Regions from separate parts of the Ovis aries genome. Here region 1 is linked to region 2. Evidence: chromatin contacts called from public Hi-C data. All regions are on one chromosome and are shown on one strand. The core of a region is the stretch at or near the end of the contact, and the rest is flanking DNA. Distances in the headings are between cores, read along the strand shown. Region 1 has its middle 170 kb from the start of TCF4. Region 2 overlaps TCF4 (transcription factor 4).

The links. A called contact is a pair of places that touch in the nucleus more often than the background predicts.
Region 1: a Hi-C map of hypothalamus shows a contact between it and region 2, with 6 times the contacts expected there. The contact joins two enhancer-like sites. A contact is called at or near these places in 5 of 16 Hi-C or Micro-C datasets (hypothalamus, muscle, omental adipose tissue and 1 more).

The regions. Positions count from the first base shown.
Region 1 is chr23:55,494,442-55,500,645 of ARS-UI_Ramb_v3.0, reverse strand. No RefSeq gene overlaps it. Among named protein-coding and RNA genes, the nearest start is that of TCF4, 170 kb to the right of the region's middle. Within about 2 kb of position 2,910, at least 12 of the 54 cell types and tissues checked have an H3K27ac peak or open chromatin away from gene starts, as enhancers often do. A contact at or near this core is called in hypothalamus, where this site is marked.
Region 2 is chr23:55,316,445-55,322,393 of ARS-UI_Ramb_v3.0, reverse strand. The region is part of intron 2 of TCF4 (transcription factor 4); the gene reads left to right. Among named protein-coding and RNA genes, the nearest start is that of TCF4, 8.4 kb to the left of the region's middle. Within about 2 kb of position 1,408, at least 5 of the 54 cell types and tissues checked have an H3K27ac peak or open chromatin away from gene starts, as enhancers often do. A contact at or near this core is called in hypothalamus, where this site is marked.

The DNA of each region.
Region 1 (6,204 bases), core at 1,661-4,160, 180 kb before region 2:
AGTGGGAATTTCTCTGGAGGTCCAGTGGCTAAGACTCCGTGCTCCCAACTCAGAGGGCCCCAGTTCAATCCCTGCCTGGGAAACTAGATCCCACAAGCCAAAACTAAGTGTTCACATACAGCATTTAACGATATTACGTCCTGCAACTGAGACCAGCACAGCCAAACAAATAAATACATACTTTTTAAAAACGTAGGCACTGGATGGCTTGGAGGAGGGGAGGAGGAAAGCAGCCAGACTAGAGGAAGAGCCCAGCAAAGAAGTAAAGGGCAGTGAGCCTGGTGTGTAGAGGAGAATGCATTTAAAATCATAAAGAATTGATAGATCAGTGAAAGCTTGCCGCAGTCTTCTGGGTGGGCTTCAGGGCTCTGTGATTAAGCTCAGAGTAAAGGAGAGACTCAGGAGAGCTGGGGTCTTTGGGTCCATTTTCAGCTTGACAAGACCCTCACGCAGCCAGAATCACACACAGAAAACTAAATGCACCCAAAGCTCGGCCTTGACTTATGAGGTCAATGAATCTTAATAATCTATTTTCATGAACACTGAACTTTGTCCCATAGCTAATCTAACCAGTTCTCAGTAGGGATTATATTTCCACATCTTTTATATTCCCCATAAGTAGAAGTGTTAGTCGCTCAGTTATGTTTGATTCTTTGGGACCCCATGGACTACACAGCCCGCCAGGCTCCTGTGTCCGTGGAATTCTCCAGGCAAGAATACCAAAGTAGGCAGTCATTCCCTTCTCCAGGGGATCTTCCCAACCCAGGTCTCCCGCATGGCAGGAGAATTCTTTACCATCTGAGCCACCAGGGAAGCCCTACACTCCCCATAGTGTGGACCAAATGCAGGACTAACTAAATACACGTTGACAAATTGTTGAAGGCCGCTGTGATGAATTTATCCAGTAGACTGCACGGGATTGCCTCCACCGCCTTTACTGGAACCAGGGCCCTCAGAGGTCCCTGACTGCAGGTGCTTAAAAAGTACTTAAACATACAGGACATTACTGGGATCGGAGACGTGGTCTAGAATTGAAGGACTTATTGATCAAGATGGTTTGCACCAGAGCCCCATGATATCTTTGTGATATCTTCTTGCACACACACACAAAAATTAGCGTGTGAAAATTATTCATCCAGAAAGAGAACAAGCCTGGACAAAAAAGTAATCCAATTTGATTCCAAGAGCAATCCCATCCACAGGGCAGCTGCCAAATTCCCACTTCAAGTTGTGCTTTGTCAACCTGTTCTCTGACATGGCATGGATTCCTCTTCCAACTCTTGACAGAAATGACATTATCTAACAAAGGCAGGTCTACACGGACAGTGTGACATAAAGGATCCGAGAGAATCCAAGCCTGGAGACCTTGATCTGAAATGTTCCGCAGGTGAGCGGGGAAGCGGGGCCACTTGAAATAACCCAGATCATTGACTTTTCCTTCCGCTTGTGTAGACGGGTGCTCCTGACAATTCTTTTCAATTCGCCTGAATACAGACGAGCACCAGGGGGAGCTCACACATCTTCCTTCTTTTCCTCCCCCTCTCACAGAAGGTCGCCCTGGCGTCCTAGGGAAAGGGTGGGTCGGAACAACATACACGAAATAATCCAGTCACGCACACACACAGGTGATTTATCCTGTAAAAAATAGTCTAGATTCTTTCGGAGGGCTCTGCAGTACATGCCTCATATTGGCTCACCTAAAGTCAGCGTTCAGTCGTCTCAGCTGCCTTTGAGAGGTAGCCTCTTAAAAACTCTCCAATCAGAAAAACATCCCTAAACTGCTCCTATGTCTCCCTTAAAAGAGAAAGAAAGAGGCAAAGAAGGTGGGGGAGGCCTAGAGAAAGAGAGAGATTCTCTTCCTTGCAATCTGAAATGACTTTTTTTTTTTTTTTAAGAACACTTCAATTTTAATCACAGTGGAGGGTAATGGAAGGGATTTGGGCCTTTGGTTTTCCACTTTGATCAAAGGGATTGATTTTTTTTTTTTTTTTTTTTTTTTTTTGTATTTTAAAGATGAGAACTAGTTGCCTTTCTCTCCCCCCTCTCTCTCTTTCTCAGTCTCCCTCCCTCCAGGACTGAAAACGTGAAAGGAAGAACAACTCAAAATACGCAATTAACTATTCTATTATCAGTTTGAGCAGAGAAAACCCATGGCACAAAGGATCTTACAGGACTAACCTGTAGTCCTTGCCGGACAGACCCGTCATCTCAGGTCTGACACCCTGATTCTGTGTTCCTGACACTGAGTGTGGAGAGCCCTAGTTGCCCCAGCTGGTGAGAGGGAGAGAGAAAGACGCCCTGCTTCTTTACTCACCGCTTAAAAGAAAATGATATATTTCTAATCCTACGTTTCAAATCTACAGATCACAAAATCATTAGCGATCCCTGCAAGATCCTTCACGAGGTCATCTCACCAACCCTCTACTGGAAGGCAGGTGAGATAAAAATGGTTTACATTTTACTTTATAGATGAAGTATAGTTGAGATTCAGAGAGGAAAATGAAGAGCGGTGGAATGATTTTTGTCAGTAAATTAAAAACCCACTCAGCACCCCCCTGTAAAACTGTAAGTAACATGTTTTTGTTTTTTTAACATGCCAGGTCCAAACTTTGTACTATCCACAACCTTAAAGAGGAAAGAAAAGAAGGAATCACGGGAATGCAGAAAAGTTACAAACGGAGGCAGCTAACACCTGGGGGAAACGCTGCGGTTGATCAAAGATCCTATCAAATTGGAGAGTCTCGCGGGTGGGAGGCGGCGGAACCGCGCGGAAAGCGCGGGACCAGCGGAGGAGCCGGCGCCTGCTGGGTGCCCCCCGAGTTGCGCCGCAGCGCGATCGGCGGACAAGGCCGGGCCAGGCAGCCGCATGAAGCGCCCGGGCGGAGGAACCGCGGGGCGAGGCCGGCGGCGGGAACCGGGCGGGGCGGCCGGCGGCCGCGAGGAGCACGCTCCGAGCTCGACTTACGCTAAGACCGCGTGGCGCTCGGCCGGCGCCCCGGGAGCGCGCGGGGCGCACGGGAGGGACGCACCCGCCGCGGCTCGCAGGGCTGCGGGCACCGTCGGCCCGGCGGGGTCAGGGGCGCCCGCCCCCGCGCCCACCGCGAGCCCCACGGCCGGCGGAACCCGCCGGCCCCCGCCGCCGAGCCGGTGCAGACCGCGCGGGGAGATGGCGCAGACGCAGCCCGCGGAGGGAGGCTCGGGCCGCGAGGTGCCAATCCGAGGCTCTCCGTCGGTTTGGACGGAGGGCTGGCGACAGAGGGGCCGGGGCTTTAATCGCGACAGTCGCCCCGGGTGTCGTTGACTTTTTTTTTTTTTTTTCTGTCCACCAGGGTCGAAACACCCGAGGTTTAACTGCCTGCGACTCACGTGTCGGTGCGGCAGCTTCCCTGCGACTTCAGGGGCGGGAGGCCGAGCACCTGTGCGCCGCGCCTCTTGCGGGGACAGCTGCGCGCATCCTTGGAGCCCGCCGACCGCACCATCTGACCTGCCCGCAACGAAATCCGAGCCTCGGAATTCGAACGGCCCCGCGCACCTCCCTTCTCAGATAAATCTCCTAGGAGAGGATCGTTCCTCTCCACTCAGAGATTATTTAGGGAGATGTCCTAGGCGGGATAGGTAGACATATGAGAGCCCAAGGAAGATATGTGAAACGTTAAATTGTAGACACTTAAGCACCAACTGTCTGGAGCCCTGAAGGAAAGGGAGAAAGAAGAAGAAGAAAAAAAAAAAGATGATCCATCATCAGAAACTTCCAGAGCCCCTGGGACTTTCTAAATCAGTGGATGTACTAACCAGGGAGTGTGGGAAGATTTCTGAACACAATTCATATTCCTTAAGCGCGGGAAGTGGGAGTTCCATCTCTCTTCCAGCTGTAAAATCTTAGGTTCCTAATTCCTTGGTTTTGACCACCAGGAAGAGATTCCTTATCATCAAGTCAGCAAAAGCATTTCCATTAAATATTACTGGGTGGGAAATATTTCGTCCCCCCGGCTCACTGTATCATAACCACCATAAATATTTCTGTGACCCACGGTGTTTGATACTGGCCAGGCTTTCAGCGGAGCTGGGGCCAGGTGTTAAACAGCCCCACAGCACCTTGCCCTTGTGCAGAGAAGGGATTCCTACAGCTGCTGCTGACGCAGGATGGCTAGGAAGTTGGTTAGGAAAAGCATCTTTTTCTTTTTTTTTTCCTTTAAAGCTACCCTCTTGCCAAACATTCTTTCTTTGGCCACCAAAGGAAGATCATTTAATTGATAACTTTGAGGGCCTCCTTTCTCTGCCACTCTGGGTTTTTTGGTTGTCGTTGCTTGGTAGGGAGGGTTTTGGGGGAGAGAAAGAGGGGCTAAAGTGAAAAGGGAGCTGGAAAAGAGATTTGTGTCTGGCTTTATCCAAACCCTTAGGTCTTGTATTTAACGTGATGTGGAATGGAGAGGTTGCAATAAGTACATGATTGGGAAAGAAGGTCTCTTGGAAGAGAATTAAGGGATAGGAATTTAGTTATGCTGGAGGAAAAAAAAAATGGTTAAGAAAACCTTCAGGAGGACACAGTGACTGTTACACTGAGAACATATCAAGATACAAAGGAAAGGGGGGGAGTGGAATGAGGCAGTGAACCACCCATCTATCCAAAACTTCCCTGGCATTATCTCATTTAATTCTTTCCACAACTTTAGGAGAAGGGTATGAGTTTTAATCCAATCCTCCTTTTCCAGAGGAGAAATCTGTAGCAGAGACCCAAGGTAAATTGCCTGAGGGCCTATAGCTAGTGAGGAGCAGAATTACAGTTGATTAAGGGGTAAGGAAGAATTTCTTGAGAATTAGTGTTTTCAAATCTGTATTAGTTACAGAGAGAAATGGGATATTGATAACCTTCTGGGATGACCCTTAGATTCCAGGGGGGAAATGATGTTAATTAAGCAAGACAAGCCCATGAATCTTCTTGTTTCCCCATTCTATGGCTTCAGGGAAGGTGTGACAATTGGAGACAAGTCAATGCTGCCCAAATCCATTGTCAAGTTCTTTTCAACTGATGGGTCTATTAGCTATAATTAAGCATGTCCTTCTTCTTTAGGAAATTCCTACTATTTGAGAAGGAAGCGTTAGACTCTTTCCAATTTAAGAACAATTGGGATTTTAGTTGGAAACAGATAAACTATCTGTAAAATTGAATTTTAAAAGCTTGGGAAAGGGTCCTGAGAGTCCAGAGTCCTGGCCCCACCAACTGCGAACAAGCACGGCTCTTGAATCAACCTGAGCTGTATGTGGATATGAGCTCCAGCTAGCTGTGTGACCACAAGCAGTTTTCTTAACCCCTCTGGGCTTCAGCATCCTCCTCAGTAAAATAAGGCAAATAAACCTTTTCAAGGTTATCGTGAGGCTAAAATAAAATACTATGGGTGAAAACCTTTAACAGGATGCCTGGTGTAGAGTAGATGCTCAGAAGCGTTAGCGTAGCTTAGTGTGATTAAAGCACGTGAGAGCAGATTTTGAGAGGGGTGGGAACACACCAGACGTGGGGCTGGAGAAAGGAAGCGCCACCAACTTCAGCTCCTTGACAAATTTGCCTGGGGCTGGCTCTGGGGGAGAGACTTGGGTTGTCATTCCTGTGTGAATCTACTGAGACTCTGGGAAGGGGACAGATAACTATAAAAGCAAGCCAGGGAGGTCTGAGAAGGTGGAGACTGATTATGGAAAACTTGGAGCAAGTTTTCTCCACATCATAAATCGTCTTGATCTTGAGATCAAACAATACTTTCAGAAACTGCAAGAAATGAGGACTGAAACAAAATGCCACTGTGAAATTTTTACACTAGTTGGTAATGATGGCATAAGACAAAAATGTCTGTGTTCTTACTTAAGCCTTGAGCGGCTACAGGCATTTTATTCTTCAACTTTTTAACAGAGATATTTTAACCATTTTTGTAAAAACTAATTATACACAGTTTTTGCCTAGTTATTATTTACTACTGCTCTGCCAAAAAAAAAGGGGAGGAAGGTTATTCCTTTGGTTTGAATAGAACTGTGAAATTCTTCTTTAAAAAATCTTACAAAACAATTCATCAATATGGTTTCCTCTGATATTTTCTGCCAGGTAAATCTATAATTCTAAAGATTTTTCTTTTAAAATAATGATTTCTTTTCTGATTATGAAAGTAACACATGCTCATTGTAGACAGTATAAAATGAGAGAATACACTATAAAGA
Region 2 (5,949 bases), core at 159-2,658:
ATGCTATTCATTTAAAAAGTTATTTTTTGTCCAGTGAATTTCATATCAGAAGGAGGCATACATTGTTGCTTGCTGTCCTTTTAGGTTCAAGGCTTAAATCCATTTATGCCAGTTAAACAGCTATAGTATCTTAGGAGTTCTGGCAGTGGTACCTAATAGGACATTAGACAGAGTCCTGTTCTTAAGTCAGACTGGTAAATATTGACATCGTTTAGCTATGAGATATCAGTGGAATTGTCTGTTAGCTATTGAAGATAATTTCACATCTCTTAATATTCATTTGGTGCTGTAGCAATGAAAGAAACCTATTCATCTTTGTGATTTGTATAATTGGTATGTTTTTTCTAAAACTAATGGCTTTTAAAAGTTGCTCATTTCCAAATAAGTTACTTCTCCTTTTGCTGGCCCCATAAGTCTAAGGGAATTATCTCTAAAACTCAATGTATGAAATATGAGACGCCTCCTATACTTACATTTTATCTTTTTTGGGGGGGAGTCTGCTTTGATTAAAAGGACTCTTGACCATATGTTTGTGTTCTGACTGTCCTGGAACCTGTTATATTTTCAATTTGGGACTTGCTTTTTTTTTGTTTTGTTTTCATACTGTTTCTTCCACATTTCTATATTGTGTTCTCTACAGTTTTGAAGGAAAGATGAATGCAAGTGTCTGTTGTAGGCAAATTAATTTTTCATGTTAGTATCAAAACTAACTTTATTTCTGACAGTAGTTTTCTTCAAGATTTTCCTTAAGAAAATGTGTATTCAGTTGAAATCTGAAAGTAGATTATGTCAGAAAGGCTCAGAGATAGACTGCTTTCAGAGGCAGTGCAAAAACACTCTTTTGTACTTTTTGTAAAAGCTGACACATTTGGAATAATTAAGTATATCAGTTTTGGTATGGCTTAATAAAGTAAGATTGATTTAGAAGCATGAAATTATGTTATATTGAAAATACGACTGGGCATCTTGGTCCCTTTTCTGTGTTCGCATTTAAATGAAGTCTTTGCTGTGATGTTTAAGTGTTTACAGAGTATAGGCTGGATGAGTATGAATATGTATTGATGAATTTTGGTAAGTGGTCATATATTGAAACTTACGCAGTTCTTAAGACAGTATATCTGAATACATAAACCTGTCTTATACAGACAGTAAATCTGCATAAGACAGAGACTTCATCGTTAGTGAGATAGGTTGTGATATATCCAGTGAATATGTTGTGATTATTTTTAAGGTGTTTGTTGAACTTTAAGTGACTTTGTACCGGACAAAGGTGTAGTTTTCAGGCCCATATGTTTACTTATAAAGGTAAAAAGTGTAGTGGCTATTTTGTTCTAGCAGCTAGATTGCAAATGCAGGGTATTCATCCAAAGCAGTATGATGGGGACTGTAATATACAGAGTACAGATTGGAGTGTTGATTTTTCTCATCTGGCCAAGACATAGTAAGTGGCTTTGTTTCTACTCAGTAACAAAGCTAAGTCCTCTTTTAAAGCACAACAAGTAAAAAAAAAAAAAATGAGGAAAACTGCATTTTTCCCCTTTCCTGAAAGGATGAACTAGAAAACTTTGGACTGAGAAATAATTTTCTAAATGTACATCCGGTTAATATCCATTGTCCCCAGCAAGGGTGCTCAGATATCATTTTCATGGGCAGCTTTGAAACCTGGGTCCAGGGGAAAAGAGATCTGAAGTGTAAGTGAACTGTTCATGTTGGGGTAAACCGCTCTGTTGCTTTCAAAGTGAAGCATGGTGATGTTTCAGGCTTCAAGTTCTCTGTAGCTGTGAGTTCCATTCATATATAGGACACTCTATCGTGATTTGCAGTATGAGAATGAAAATAAAGTGTGGCCATGTTGCCTTTAATCTTTCATTTCACAAACATGGTTTTCCCTACCACCTTAAGAAATGGTGAGGCTGCTAGGGAGAATGGAATGTAACCTGAGCTACAGCCTGACATTCCCAGGGAGCATTTTTCACATGAAAGGCTTTTGTCAACCCAGGAAAGGACCAGCCGTTTTTGTTTGATGTTTGCAGGTGTTCAGCAGAGAGCACTAAAACAATTCAGCCATGATAGTTCAGAGTGTGGATGACCTTAACAGGGAGAATTGGTGGGCTCTGGAATTATTTGTAAGAAATAGTTGAAATTTATATGGTGACTTTTATAAAGGGATTTCAGATCCATTATATCATTGATCTTAAAACAAGCTAACAGCATCCACATGCCTGGATGACTGGAAAATTATTCTCATTAAAAAGTAGGATGGCCAAGTTATCCAAAAGGGAAAAAAAATGTCTCTAGAATCTATAATTTATTGATGAATAGGGATTTAATTTTCTAATACAACAGAAATGCAGTTTTATTTGGTCACCTTTGATTCCTTTATGAGCAAAAGATAAACACACTAGCTTTGGCATCTTTTAAAAAGTGGTTTGAAAGTTGGGGCTCTGAAATTATCCATACTCAACAATAGCCCTGGTCACATCTGTTACAAGTATTTACACTTAGTCTGTGACGGATTCTGCATCTTTCTCCCTCAGTTTAAAAGTTGAGCCTTTTCCCCCTGTAACTGTTTAGTTTTACTTAGGTGTTCAGTATTTGTTAAAGGTGCCAAATGAATGGGTGTTTTAACAATTAACAGCAGCAATAAAACACCACATCCCTGTCATGGTCATTTCTGGAAGCGAAAAAATGTCTCTTGACATTCACACAAGTTTGTTCACCAATATCCATGTGACACCCAAATAACACATCAGTTTAGAAAATTCAGTAAGAAAAAAATATCGATCCAGTGGGTCATTTTGTATTGTAGAGAAGAGTCAAATGGCCAGCATCCTGAATTAATTTCCATCCGTACAGTTCGAGTTCATGGTTACAGTGTGAAAAAAAATTGGTCTCCCCCAAAGGTATTTGTGGAGTAGAGTTATTTAATTGTGTGTGTGTGTGTGTGTCTGTTTTAAACAGCCTTACTATTACAGTGCAGTTCATAATGGTTGTGTGGCTTTTTGTAAAATGAAGAATAAATTAACAGGTTAAAAAATAAGGAATGTGGTGTTAAACCCATTTCATTAGAATCATACCATTTTGGGGGTAGGATCCCCTTAGAAATACACAGCCCAATGCCTTCATTGTACAGCCAAAGAAAACTGAGGCCCATGTTAAGAGGTTCTCAAGTATGTGTTCATTGCTGTTCTAAAAAACAAATTTTGATTTGCTGATTCTCTGTGGCCCTGCAAATCCTTTTATTAGAGTAACACTGGTTTCAGGACTCTGTGTTTTCTGTAATTTGTGTTGCATAACAGGGTCTCAGGATTTGTGTACTGATCTTTGTGCCTACAAATGCTTCTAAATGTATATGTGCCCTTTGACTGTTTTTTAAGGTTTGGAGCTGAATTTTGGATCGTTGATCATTCTGTTTTGCCTGATCTGGTCTGTGATTATTTGCAGGATGTTAGATTGAATAATAGGGTGTGGATGGGCATAATACTGATGGAATTAAAGTGCTTCTTACTATGCCAAGCAGTGTGCTATGCACTTTATACTCTTGTATTTTCTTTATCCTCACAAGAACCCAATGAGATGCCAGGATTACCATGTTCAATTCATAAATGAGGAAACCAAGATTCAAAGATGATAAACTACTTTCTTTCAAGGCAGCCAGGAATGAGTTAGGTTCTAAACATAGGTCTGTCTGCCTAGTTTAGTGTCTTTTCAAAGACACACACACACACACACACACACACACACACACACACACACACACACAAGCACACACATGAGGCTTGGTGTACAATACTATTCCTGATCATTAGAATAGATAAACATTTTAAAAAAACATGTTTACACTAATGGTATAAGCCATGTCCATTATTTTTCCTGCTTTATTATCCAAATAAGCTAGCTTTGTAGTTTATGTTGGATTTCAATGTGACTTAGTATCTCTCTCGTATTATTATTATAATATTTTTAACCAGGAAAATATAGTGGGTATTTTCAAAGTTGTGGCTTGGTTCTACTGTAAATTAGCAATCTGCTTGGGTACCAGTAAAAATATTTTGTTTTCAGTTTTTATGAACCTAGTCAAACCCCAAGTTGAGGTAACCAAGCTTGCTCTGTTAATATCTTAAAAAAATGCTTTCCTATCTTTAACTGTAAAAACAGTCTTACAGTTTCTTGTTAGATCTTTGAAACCTAATTTTCCAGAACAAAAATCTTGAATTCTATCTGCATCCCTAAAATAAGCAGCTTTGAAGTTAAGTTTTGATATGTCTATTACCAGACATGTGCTTAAAATGTTACATTTTCTAAATTCAGAAGGAAGAAGCAGTACTCTATTTGACACTGACTTAAGTAAATAAAATGCATTGAACAAGTGTAGGGATCCGAGATCTGTTGAGCCTGAAATGCTTAACATTTTTGACAGCATCAGCAAATTATCTTTACCCTACTATTGTAATGAGGAAATCACTTAAATAACAGATGAACAGCTAAGTCACATAAACATATATAATAGAACTATGTAATGAAAGTTTATGCTGTTAATTGCTCGAATCTGTCTTAAATGCTTAGAATCATGGAGCAGTCAAGACTGTCATATAAACAGTTTTGTTTTGAGCTTAAAATTATTCCTTTTTGCTTTCATCTGCTATGATAAACAAAGTAATTTTGGAAGCTTTATAGATCAAACATTTACTACTAATGGTAAACTGCATTTTATATTGGAAGTTTGCAACCTCGTCCAAGGCAGAGAGTTGAGTCCTGGTGGCCCCAGGCCTGTGATTTTCAACTTTTAGTATTATGATGCCATTTAGGTCTGTTCCCATAAGCCAAGATAACAGATCTGAAGTTGTCTAATAAGGAACATGGCGTGTTTTGAAACATTCTTTGGTTTACAAGTCTGGAACCAAAATGTTCTTGGCCAGACTTTGAGAACCTATATCTGTATGTTGGGTAAGTCAGATTTTGCACAGACAGAGCATCCAAATGAAGCTAGGTAGGAACAGGAAAAAAAAAAAAATCCCCTCTTTTCTTTTTTTTTTTTTGTCTTTTATGACCTAATTTTTTATGACCAGGTGTTCTTCCAAGTCAATTGGATGGCGCTGAGTATTACGGAAAATAAAGTAAAGCATATCATAGGGTTTTTTTTTTTTTTTTTTTTTTGGTTACCGGTTTCTTATTACTTTGAATAAAGTTTTCAAAATTGACCACCAAGTTTATTAGCTTACATGTGGGTTATCCATTTTCTAAATTTGTGAGCCCACTTAGACTCAGCAATAAAGTAGGCACATGAATTTAGGTGGGTCCTTTTGAACCATATGTCTCTTAATGCTTATGAGAGACCTAAGAGAAATAGCAATTTAATCTTTAGAGAAGATTGATTAATATGTTTTATACATTATATATATATATTTTATATCAGGCTCAAAGGAATAGCAAAAGTATTGGAAAGCTTGTCATATTTACTTTCATTTCAGCAATAAATAAAGGCCCAGTTAATCAGCATATCAAATACCCAGGTGTGTTTAGAGTCAGTTTATATGGATGAATTTCAGGGCTGTAAGAAAGTATTTTATTTAAAGGTGCAGCCACTTGATTGTTCAAATGGCTGCTTTTGTACTTCTGTGTGACAATTAACATTTAATGAATGACTTTCTAAACTGCCATTGGTGGTAATTACTATATGTGGTTTATTAACTGCAATCCATTGTTGGATGTGCCTGTATTGATTTGTTTTGCAAACAACCCTTCACACGTTCAGCACTATTTGTACATGACTTTTTAAAGAACCTGTTTCGTTTGCTGACACTGATATTGCCCCTAAATTTTTAGCTGACAAATGCCTCTTCGATGGTAATGATTTTTGATTAAATTAAAAGTTCATCTTTCAGCTATACAGATTTCGCACTTTGATCCTTAAGGAATCCCAAAGAAATTACACAGTATTTTTTTTTA